Linked DNA regions of Mus musculus: all the other regions are linked to region 2. A link is a contact called in public HiChIP or PLAC-seq and promoter capture Hi-C data. All regions are on one chromosome and are shown on one strand. Each heading gives the region's core, a stretch centred on a gene start, on an enhancer-like site or on the middle of the called end of the contact. The rest is flanking DNA. Distances are from core to core; before and after follow the strand shown.

Region 1 (2,995 bases), core at 191-2,690, 450 kb before region 2:
AGTCCTGCTGGTTACTAATATATAAAGCCTTAGAACATCATCTTCCCTATTGTAAAATCTGGAAAAGCAGTCCTGTTTCCTGGTTGGTTAGACCAGATAAAGCACATCAGTTTATCTGGCTCAGTTCTTTCAGGTATAGCCAAAAGGCTATCTGAAATACATATTTTCAAAAATCATTAGTACACATAAGCTGGTATTTAAATAACCAACTAAAAATCAATATATACAACTGAAGCTACTAGCTAGAGACTATAACAAGATTCAGACACTTGTCAGCCTTGCTTCTGTTAGGGAGTCAGTGGCTGGACAGCGAGAGCAGGTGCTTCAGTGTAGGGACTGAAATCTGCCACTTGGTATTTTTCTACAGGTTCTCCTTTTTTTTTTTTTTTTTTTTGGTTAACTTTTCTGTGATTTTTATTGAAGCATATAATACAAACAGCATCAAACATGCATGACAACAAAGCTCAAGACTAGTGTTTGCCTTTCACGAACTTTGTTTTGAGAGTAGAATATTGTCAGACTTATGTAACTGCATCTCTTGCCCCCATCAGCTATCTAATTGGTCAGTCCGCAGAGGAAGAAGCACATGGTGATGCTAATTTTCTAGATCTGGAGCAGAGAAACTCCAAGCATATTTGACCCCCTCCTAGAGATCTGTTTTTCTCAAAAAAGTGATAAAAGCAAAATAGAGAGTTGGGCGTATAGATGGAATAGGAAAGGAAGCTTGGGTTTAAAGAAGACTGCGCACTCCATATGTGTGGAAAGGAGTTTATGTGGGAAGATGGTGCCAGTGATGGGCTTGTATCTCAGGAAATCTGCGCTATCTTCCTAGCTTTATATTAGATAGACTCTGATTAAATTCCTACTTGCTTCTCCCTTAAGGCATGAAGGCTTGTTAGATAAAAGTCAGATAGTAGTTTGGGAATTTCTGTTCCCAAAGTAAGTTTTTCAAAATTGGGAATAGACAGCAGGCTAGCAACTTTTCATTCTGTTAACTAAAGGAAACCAAAACACTTGGCTATCATTTAATGAGAAAAAAAGAGGATTGCAGTTTAAGAACAAAGAAGCAGAAATGATGTAGTTTAAAGTAAAAGCTAATAAGTCTCAAGAAGAAACAAGTTCTATTGCCTGGAAATAGAAACGTGTAATGTGCAGTATACTCTCTATTAGGAAAAATAAAACTCTTTGTCACTGACTTGTGAAATAGCTGACTAGTGTTTACTTGTTTCAGATTTAGATTTATTTACTACTTATTGGAGTATGAATGTGGAGGTCAGAAGACAGCCTGTAGGAGCTGGTTCTCTCCTTCTGCCATGAGGGTCCTAGAGACTGAACGCAGGTGTCAGGCTTGGTGCCAATTGCCTTTATCCACTGAGTCATCCCTCCACCTTCTTTGTAATGTTTTGGAGACAGGCTCTAATGTAAACAGGCTGGGCTCTATTGTGCTTTGTGTACAAGGATGACCTTGAACTCCTCCTCCTGTCTATCTCCTACGTGCTAGGACTCCATCACTCCCAGTAAAGAAAGACTTGGAAAAGAGCTGCTCTTTTTTCCTAACAGAAGTTTTCTCATCTGCACTCTGCCTAAAAGAACTACTGTAATATGATTTGTAGAAAACCAGAACTTAAATAAAAATGTTTTGGATTTTTACTGTTGAATAGTATCCCTGTTTCAAAGAGTATATTCATTTTCCTCTAGGCAGAAAAGGCCTACTGTAAAAACACTGTAGCTTGAGGAAGTGGAAAACTAGGAACAGGGACTGGGGAGGCCTTTGCCTGTTCCTTATGACCACTAACCTCCATGGCTAACACTCAGCAGCTCTTCTCCATGTTTACCACACCAGACCACCATCAAGTTCTTGGCAGAGGCAGCTGTGGTAATGCATGCCTGTACTCTCAACATACAGCGGGCTAAGGCAGAGGATCTCCAGTTCAGGGTCAGGCTAGGCTAAGTTCTGAGACCTCACCTATGAACAGCTCCAAACTTGGCAGGTGAAAACAGTGTCTAAACAGTTTTTCCACACTTTTCTTAACTTGTGGAGCCAATGTAAAGCTTTGAGGCTGTTTTTTCTCTTTGGTATATACTTATTTAGGTGTGCGTATAGGATTATGTAGGAGAGCTGATTGCAGATTGAGAATAAGCTTTCTACAGCCAGGGGAGACCCTGACCTTGTTATCCCCTTGCCTCATCTTCCAAAGAGCTGGGATTTTTCTATCCACAGCCCAGGCTTAAAATCACGACAAATAAAAAACTAATGAGAATGTTTCATTTTTTTCTCCCCTCTTCAAATAGAAAAGAACGTCCTATATCATTAGGGATTTTCCCTCTACCTGCTGGAGATGGATTGCTTACACCTGACACTCAGAAAGGAGGCGAGACCCCAGGATCAGAGCAATGGAAATTTCAAGAATTAAGTCAACCACGTTCTCATACCAGCCTGAAGGTAAGCTTTATTTTAACAGTACATTTTATAAGCATTCTTATTCAAATAGAAGTCCCAGAAAACCAAAGGATAATCTAATAGTTTAGGGCTGCCCAGATAGTTTACTGGGTGAAAGTGCTTATCACCAACTCTGACAGTCCCCATCCTCAGGACCTACATGATAGAAGAGAGAACCAACTCCCGATTATCCTCTGACCTCTACAGAACCACAGTGACTGTAGTTCACACCTTGTTCAACCGCACACAAATAAGTAAATAAATCTAAATTTAAAAAATAGTTTATATATTTTTTAGTTTGAAAGTATCTTAAAAACAAATCGAGATGGGCTTTTCCCAGGGTATGTTCTTGCTAGTTAATTTGAAATTACATAGGAAAACAAAGCCAAATAGTGTTACATCTTTACTTTAGTTAGAGTTATCGGTGCTGCGGTGAAGCACCAGCTGGGAAGGAAAGGTTTATTTGCCTTATGCATCACTGTTCATAATCGAAGGAAGTCAGCGCAGGAACCTGGAGGTAGGAGCTGATGCAGAGGCCATGGTGGGGTGCTGCTT
Region 2 (2,944 bases), core at 121-2,620:
CTCCACCCTAGCCTGTCATAGACTCTGATGGTGTTTCACCCAGTAGGGACACAGTAAGGAGGAAGAAAGCCAGGGTGAGGTCCCAGAGCATGCCTGAAGCTGAAGTTGAGAGGGAAGGAAGGCGGGAGGCGGGCGCGGCTGGGAGCCCTGCCAGCGGTGTTACAAGCAGAAGGTTTTATCGAACACAATATGCCCGGGAATAAAAGGGAGTGAAACACAAACCCAGCTGCGGCAGCGGCAACGGCAGCCCTGGGCAGCCGGTATGGAATTACTGCAGTGACCTTGAGCCAGACCCTGCCAGGTGGAGGGAAGGACATTGAGAAGCCAGGACCTGGGGAGGCTGCTTCAGAAATGGAAAGAAGGCAGGAGGGTACTCCAGCGGAGTGCACAGGCTAGTCAGGAAGTGGGGGGGGGGCGGGGGGGGCTAGAGTGTAGACTCCCACCTACACACAGGTTCCCAAAGAGATTCGGAGCAGTGGGATCTCTCAGGACACAAATCCAGAAGGGTGCCAGAGTGGGGGATGGAGAGATTCCTAAAAGTCAGCACTGAAGAAGCAGATGGCATCCCCAGGGTGGAGGTTCAGAGAGATGGAAAGAACCAATCACATGCACGGGAATTTGACAAAGTCTGTGTGCACCCCATCAGCCAGCACCCCTCCCCATCTTCTGTCCCCATCAGCTCCAGAGTAAGCAATGGGGGAGTGGCAGTGTCCTTCCTGCTGCTCAGGGAATGGGGGACTGGATATTCCCTAGCCCTAGGTTGTGTGGCTTCATCAGACCTGAGTTGGCTGTGTCCCAGGGAGCAGTGGACTAAAGGGTCATTCTGAGGTTAAAGGTGTAAATACAGAGATGTGCCAGGATCTGGGAGAAACGCTATCAGGAATCTCCAGATGGCCCTGCGCCCCTTTTCTGGGGGTAACAGGAAGGTAGAGAAGTTGCAGGTTAGAAGCCTCCCGGTACTCCACAGCCCTTGCCTTACTCTCTAGAGGTTGGGAAAGAGACTAAGTCCTGAGCCCACTCTAGCCCCCACCCCCACCCCCCAACCCCGCCTTCATGCAGGGCGCCACCGCGGCGCGGGAGGGAGCTTACCTCCAGAGTGGGCTCCCTCGCCCCAGCCCCCGCAGCCTCTGCAGTGACCCTCTGACTTGTATGGGGATGGCACAGCTTCAGGAGCAGCCCCAGAGCCATCCACCATAAACCCTGGTCGCGGGAGCTCTACCTTGGACCGAAAGGCACAGAGCTCTCTCTCGGAAGGACCGCAGGGTCCCCCCAGCGGGTGGCCGCTCAGACTCTCGCGGCTGCCTCCTCGACTCCTGCCGGCCAGCACTCTCGGGAGGAAAGTTGTTCAGCTGGCCAGGCAGGTCTGCCTCAGCAGTAACAGGACACAGGATGACGGGCGGGCGGGCGTGTTTAACCCCTTCCTGCTGTCTGCCGGGCGGTGCCTTCAGGGGAGGAGGCTGGCCTGTTTGTCAGCCGGTGACCCCAGAGGTTTACAGAGCTGGAGTTCATCCACTCCTACCCTTCAAGTGAGTTAACCTTTCCCCTACCTCCTCTGCTAGAAGTAGGTGAGGGTGGGAATGGAGGCCACTCCAATACCTATCCCAAGCCTTAACCCTCCTAGCCGGACGACATTAAAGCAGAAGACAGAACATTCCCTGGGGCTGGTCTTTACCTACTCCCAGCTGGCTTCCCCAGCCTCTCCAAGGGGCCTGAGGACTCTGCCTTTCCAACTCCCGGGAGGATCCTACCTGCCCTGAAGCTCGTTCCATAGCTTACATGCTTACATATGGGAGCTCAGTATGAATTCTAGCGTCCCTGGCTACTGGCTTCCCTCACTCCTCCACTGCTCCCAGAGACCCCCAGCCTAACCAGTTGTTTACAGTCGTTTCAACAGAAACCCCGGGATGATCTGAGCAGGCAGTGCGTGCTTTCCCAGCTGTTACCCTTCACCTACTACACAGTCCCACATTCCTTTGTTCCAGGAAGGAGTAGGAATTCTTCAAGCTGTTTTTGTTGTTTTGAAACGTTGTGGTCCCTCCTTCCCTTCCCCACCCCGACATTGCGCAGGCTGGCCTCAGAGTCATCATGCAGCTCAGGTTGATTTTGAACCCACAACCTTGCTGCTTCAGTGTCCCATAGCAGAAAAATGGTTCCAGGGCCAGATGAGTTGACTGGAGGAAGGGATCTAGCAGACCAGAGCCTCAAGTATTAACTTCTGGCTTAGGACAAGGATCCCCAAAGGGAATGAATGGGAAGAGGAAAACTGTACTTGTGAGAGTTTCTTGGAGTACAGCAAAGAGTTATGCCTTTGTGTTTCTTCAGATCTGGGGTGGGTGTGAGCTCAGCTCCAGTTCCTGCCGGGTTTAAAGAGCTTGACAGGTGCCATCTTTGCCATCTTGAAGGATGAGGAGGGTGCTGAAGTAGAAGCCTTCAGACAGTCAGGTCTCGCCATCTCTGCTTCTCTCCCTAGTCCCTCACTTGAGTTGGCTTCAGGAAGCACGGCCCTGAAAGTCTAGGCCTGAGGCAGGGAACTGCTATGAAAGGCCATCTTGTCCTGTCACCTGACTTCATTCCTTGCCCTGCCACCACCCACTAACTCTTCTGCTTATCCCTTAATCATCACCTCTCTGGTGTGTGTGGCTCTGAGAACTGCACATGTGAGCAGGTGGGATACAGGAGGTCCTAGACCTTCGCCTGATGCCGTTGAGATCCAGCATCCCCAGAGGCACGATGGAAATGGAAATGGTAGGAACCTAAAGATTCTTTATTGACTTTTTTCAAACCATCTTCCCAGGAGGAAGCTTGGGTCCAAGAATCAGCTGCAAAAACGTAAAGACTCTTCAACATTCTTTGTAGAGCTGAGCTCATCAGCCAGGACCATCACATCTGTCACCAGGTTGTCCAGCAACGCATAGACCTGGAAGAGAGGGATAGACATCAGAGG
Region 3 (3,322 bases), core at 329-2,828, 310 kb before region 2:
CACTGGAAAAGTGAGTATCTTGGGTTGGCCCTTCTGTAACCAAGACCACAGATTAGATAATGTGTAAAGAAATGTCTTCCCTACAGTTCTGTAGGCTGGGAGGTCAATATCAGGGGTTGTAATTTCTATGTTATTACATGATGGGGGGTGGAGGGGCGTGGAAGACAGGACTTTTTTTGGTCTTGTTTTGTTGTTTTTTGTTTGTTTGTTTGTTTGTTTGTTTTTTCGAGAGAGGGTTTCTCTGTGTAGCCCTGGCTGTCCTGGAACTCACTCTGTAGACCAGGCTGGCCTCGAACTCAGAAATCTGCCTGCCTCTGCCTCTCAGGTGCTGGGATTAAAGGCAAGCGCCACCACTGCCAGGCAGAACTTACCATCTTGTTTCTTTGTTTGTTTGTTTGTTTGTTTGTTTGTTTTTTAAAGCTGAGAACGGAACCCAGGCTTCTCACACCGTAGGCAATCACTCTGCCACTGTGCCATATTCTCAGGTGGTTTTATTGTTTTGGTTTCTTTCTTTCTTTCTTTCTTTCTTTCTTTTTTTCTTTCTTTCTTTCTTTCTCTTGGCTTATTTTATGCATATGAATGTTTAACTCCATGTATATATGTGAACTGTATGCATAGCTGGTGCCTTGGAGGTCAGAAAAGGACATTGGATTCCCCTGAAACTAGAGTTACAGATGGTTGTAAGCCACCAAGTGCATGCTGGGAATTGAACCTGGGTTCTCTCCAGCCACACCGAATTATTTTCTTGTGTTTTTTTACTTTGAGAGAGTGGTCAGGCTGTCTTGAACTCACTCTGTAACCCGGATGGGCCTTGAACTTGCCATCCTCCTGCCTCAGCCTCCTGTGTAGTAGGATTTCCAGGCCTGCTCCATGAGGCCACTTTACTATAATGAGCCAATCTTACACAGTGGTAACTATCTCTCTAGGCTTAGGCCAGTAAACCACAACTCCGGAAGCAGAGACAGCTATTCAAGATCATTGTCAGGTACGTATTGAGGCTAGCCTGAGCTAGAGACCCTGACAGAGAGAGAGAGAGAGAGAGAGAGAGAGAGAGAGAGAGAGAGAGAGAGAGAGAGAGAGAAAGCTAAACAAAAGAAGTTTTAAATAAAAGAATCCACCTAGGAATTTAGATTGGAATCAGAAGAACCAGCTCAGAAATTAAGGGGTTAATTCAGACTTCTAGATCAAATTTGAAGGTGAGGAGCTGAAGCAAGGAGACTTCTGATCTTTGAGGACGGTGGAGAGGAAGTGGCTCATGTCATAGGATCCATACATGTGCAATGTGGTTCTCATCACAGCTGGCGATGACATGCCAGCCAGGCATCCAGCAGAGGGATACAGCCCAGTTCAGAAGCCTTTTCAGTATCATGGCTGAAAGATACTATGTAACCAGGTGTGGGGAAGGAGAGCAGTGTCCTATTGACAGAGGCCTGATAAACATTGAGAGCGTTCATCCTGGGGGTGTGAGACTAAAATAAGTTCCAAGACAGCTTAATGACCCATCCCAGCCTTCTCCCGGGAGTGAGTCACCAGCATTGTATTACCCCTGATCAGCCTTCACTGCCCTGGCGCCCACGACAAAGCCACCGAGATACCACACGGGCTGCACTGCTTCCGGATAAAGCTTTGGGCCTGTACCACAGGGAAGATAACACTAGCCAGCCTCATCAATCATTCCCAGGCATGCTACACTCTCCCTTCACTTCTTACATTCAGGGTTTGCATAAGCAGGCACTGTGTAGAGGTGAAGGTCTCTGTAGTCCTGCAGGGCTCTGTGGCCAGAGTGGACGTGGCCAGTCACTGAGGCCGTCCGGGCCTGCTCCTACCCACAGTACTGCTTGCTAGAGGGACTCCTCACAGCAGGGAATAATGAGACTGGATAGGAGTGGCCTAGTGCCCAATCCAACTGCAGTTCTATCACTTATGAAATAAGGAAAACAGGTGAGCCTGTGATTCCAGCTATTCAGAAGGCCGAATGAAGTAGGAGGATGGTAAGTTCAAGGTTACCCTGGTCTGAAAATCAAGTTCCAGGACAGCCAGGGCTACATAATGAGACACTACCTCAAAACAAAAACAGAAACAGAAACAGAAAAACAAAGCCAGACAAACAAAGGAACGGGCGAGATGGCCAGACTGGAGCAGGGGCTTTGAATTTCCATTCTGGGTCCACAGTGCAGAAGCTGTGTGAAACCAAGTGGTCCTTCAACCTCTTGGAGACTGTCCTTCACGCTCATCAGTGGCAACCTATCAGCTGCTGCTCCTCTGGGGACTGGCTGACATTTTGAGAGCTTAGGGTGCGCTCTGGGTACTGTTCAAAGACCACTGCATATCTGTATCACCTCCAGCATTAGCAATAAACCTAGGCAAGGGACATGTGCTGTTATTATGAACACTCTGCCCCCTCCCACTCCCCACCCCCTCACTCCCCCACCTCTGGCCCCCGCTCAATCTCAGACCAGAGAACAGTGAAGTGGGGAGCTAAAGAGCTTGCCTGGAGTCTCATACAGCTACAGAGCCTGGATTTGGACCTGGGAGGCTGATGGGTATAGCCCATGCCTCACTGGATCCTTTTCTGGTTTTGTTTGTTTGCTCGCAGCAGCACTAGGTTGGAGCCAGCTCCTTGGGGACACCAGGCAAGGCTGTATGTACCTCCTGGTCCTTGGAGTTCATGTTTTCAATTACTACGGGTAGCGCACGGAACACTGGCACATGGGACATGCTCCACGGTTGTTAGTGTTTGACTCAATGTTTGCCTTAACCAGGCATGGTAAACACACCTGTAGCCCCAGCACTTTGGCAACTGGGGTATGGGAATAGCAAGCTCAAGGCTAGCTTGGGCTATACCTTTAAGTTCCAGAATAGTGTGGAAGAGATATTAAGATCTTGTCTTTAAAAAAAAAAAAAAAAAAAAGTACCCAGGTGGTGATAGTGGTGCATGCAGAAGCAGGCAGATCTCTGTGAGTTCAAGACCAGTCTGGTCTACAGAATGACAGTCAGGGCTACCCAAAGAAACTCTGTCTTGAAAACTGAGAGAGAGCGAGAAAGAGAGACAGAGACAGACGAGAGAGACAGAGACAGACAGACAGACAGACAGACAGACAGAGAAGTATTTTTAGTATATTTAGAGAAATATAATACCCAGAAAAAAAAACAAGATTTCATACAGGTGAGGTATTAATCAGGAAAAATTGGAGCTGGAAGCCTGCGGGAGGTTGAACCCACAGAAATGGGAGGAGGATAGAGCCGAGCCGAGCGGGTGACCAGTGCTGAGCAGCAGCTCTCAGGAGTCACATGGGCCATTCAAAGCCTGACAGTGTTGGGA

What was found. Promoter capture Hi-C pulls out the DNA fragments that hold promoters and counts their contacts. HiChIP or PLAC-seq counts read pairs in DNA pulled down with a chosen protein or histone mark.
Region 1: a contact with region 2 is called in a promoter capture Hi-C map of embryonic stem cells, with 4 times the contacts expected there. The contact joins the enhancer-like site here to the promoter of Epn3 in region 2. A contact is called at or near these places in 7 of 39 promoter capture datasets (embryonic stem cells, frontonasal cranial neural crest, hippocampal neurons and 2 more), 2 of 15 datasets of contacts at CTCF or cohesin (embryonic stem cells and stem cell-derived epiblast-like cells), 4 of 484 Hi-C or Micro-C datasets (all in embryonic stem cells), 1 of 115 datasets of contacts at active chromatin or transcription factors (embryonic stem cells) and 1 of 9 other capture datasets (embryonic stem cells).
Region 3: a FOXA1 HiChIP or PLAC-seq map of pancreatic cancer cells shows a contact between it and region 2. The contact joins the enhancer-like site here to the promoter of Epn3 in region 2. A contact is called at or near these places in 3 of 39 promoter capture datasets (the 3T3-L1 cell line, embryonic stem cells and liver), 3 of 115 datasets of contacts at active chromatin or transcription factors (craniofacial prominence, forebrain and pancreatic cancer cells) and 1 of 9 other capture datasets (adipose tissue).

Annotation. Positions count from the first base shown.
Region 1 is chr11:94,046,116-94,049,110 of GRCm38.p6, forward strand. It overlaps Spag9 (sperm associated antigen 9), which reads left to right. Exons shown (of 29, transcript NM_027569.3): 5 at 2,293-2,443. Among named protein-coding and RNA genes, the nearest start is that of Gm38951, 27 kb to the right of the region's middle. Within about 2 kb of position 1,441, at least 16 of the 459 cell types and tissues checked have an H3K27ac peak or open chromatin away from gene starts, as enhancers often do. A contact at or near this core is called in embryonic stem cells, where this site is marked.
Region 2 is chr11:94,498,604-94,501,547 of GRCm38.p6, forward strand. Epn3 (epsin 3) reads right to left here and starts at 1,371. Exons shown (of 10, transcript NM_027984.3): 1 at 1,090-1,371. It overlaps Gm51873 (a long non-coding RNA gene), which reads left to right and starts at 437. Exons shown (of 2, transcript XR_003949592.1): 1 at 437-1,526; 2 at 2,795-2,944. It overlaps Mycbpap (MYCBP associated protein), which reads right to left. Exons shown (of 19, transcript NM_170671.2): 19 at 2,744-2,917. The coding sequence ends at 2,816.
Region 3 is chr11:94,188,138-94,191,459 of GRCm38.p6, forward strand. No RefSeq gene overlaps it. Among named protein-coding and RNA genes, the nearest start is that of Tob1, 22 kb to the right of the region's middle. Within about 2 kb of position 1,579, at least 54 of the 459 cell types and tissues checked have an H3K27ac peak or open chromatin away from gene starts, as enhancers often do. A contact at or near this core is called in pancreatic cancer cells, where this site is marked.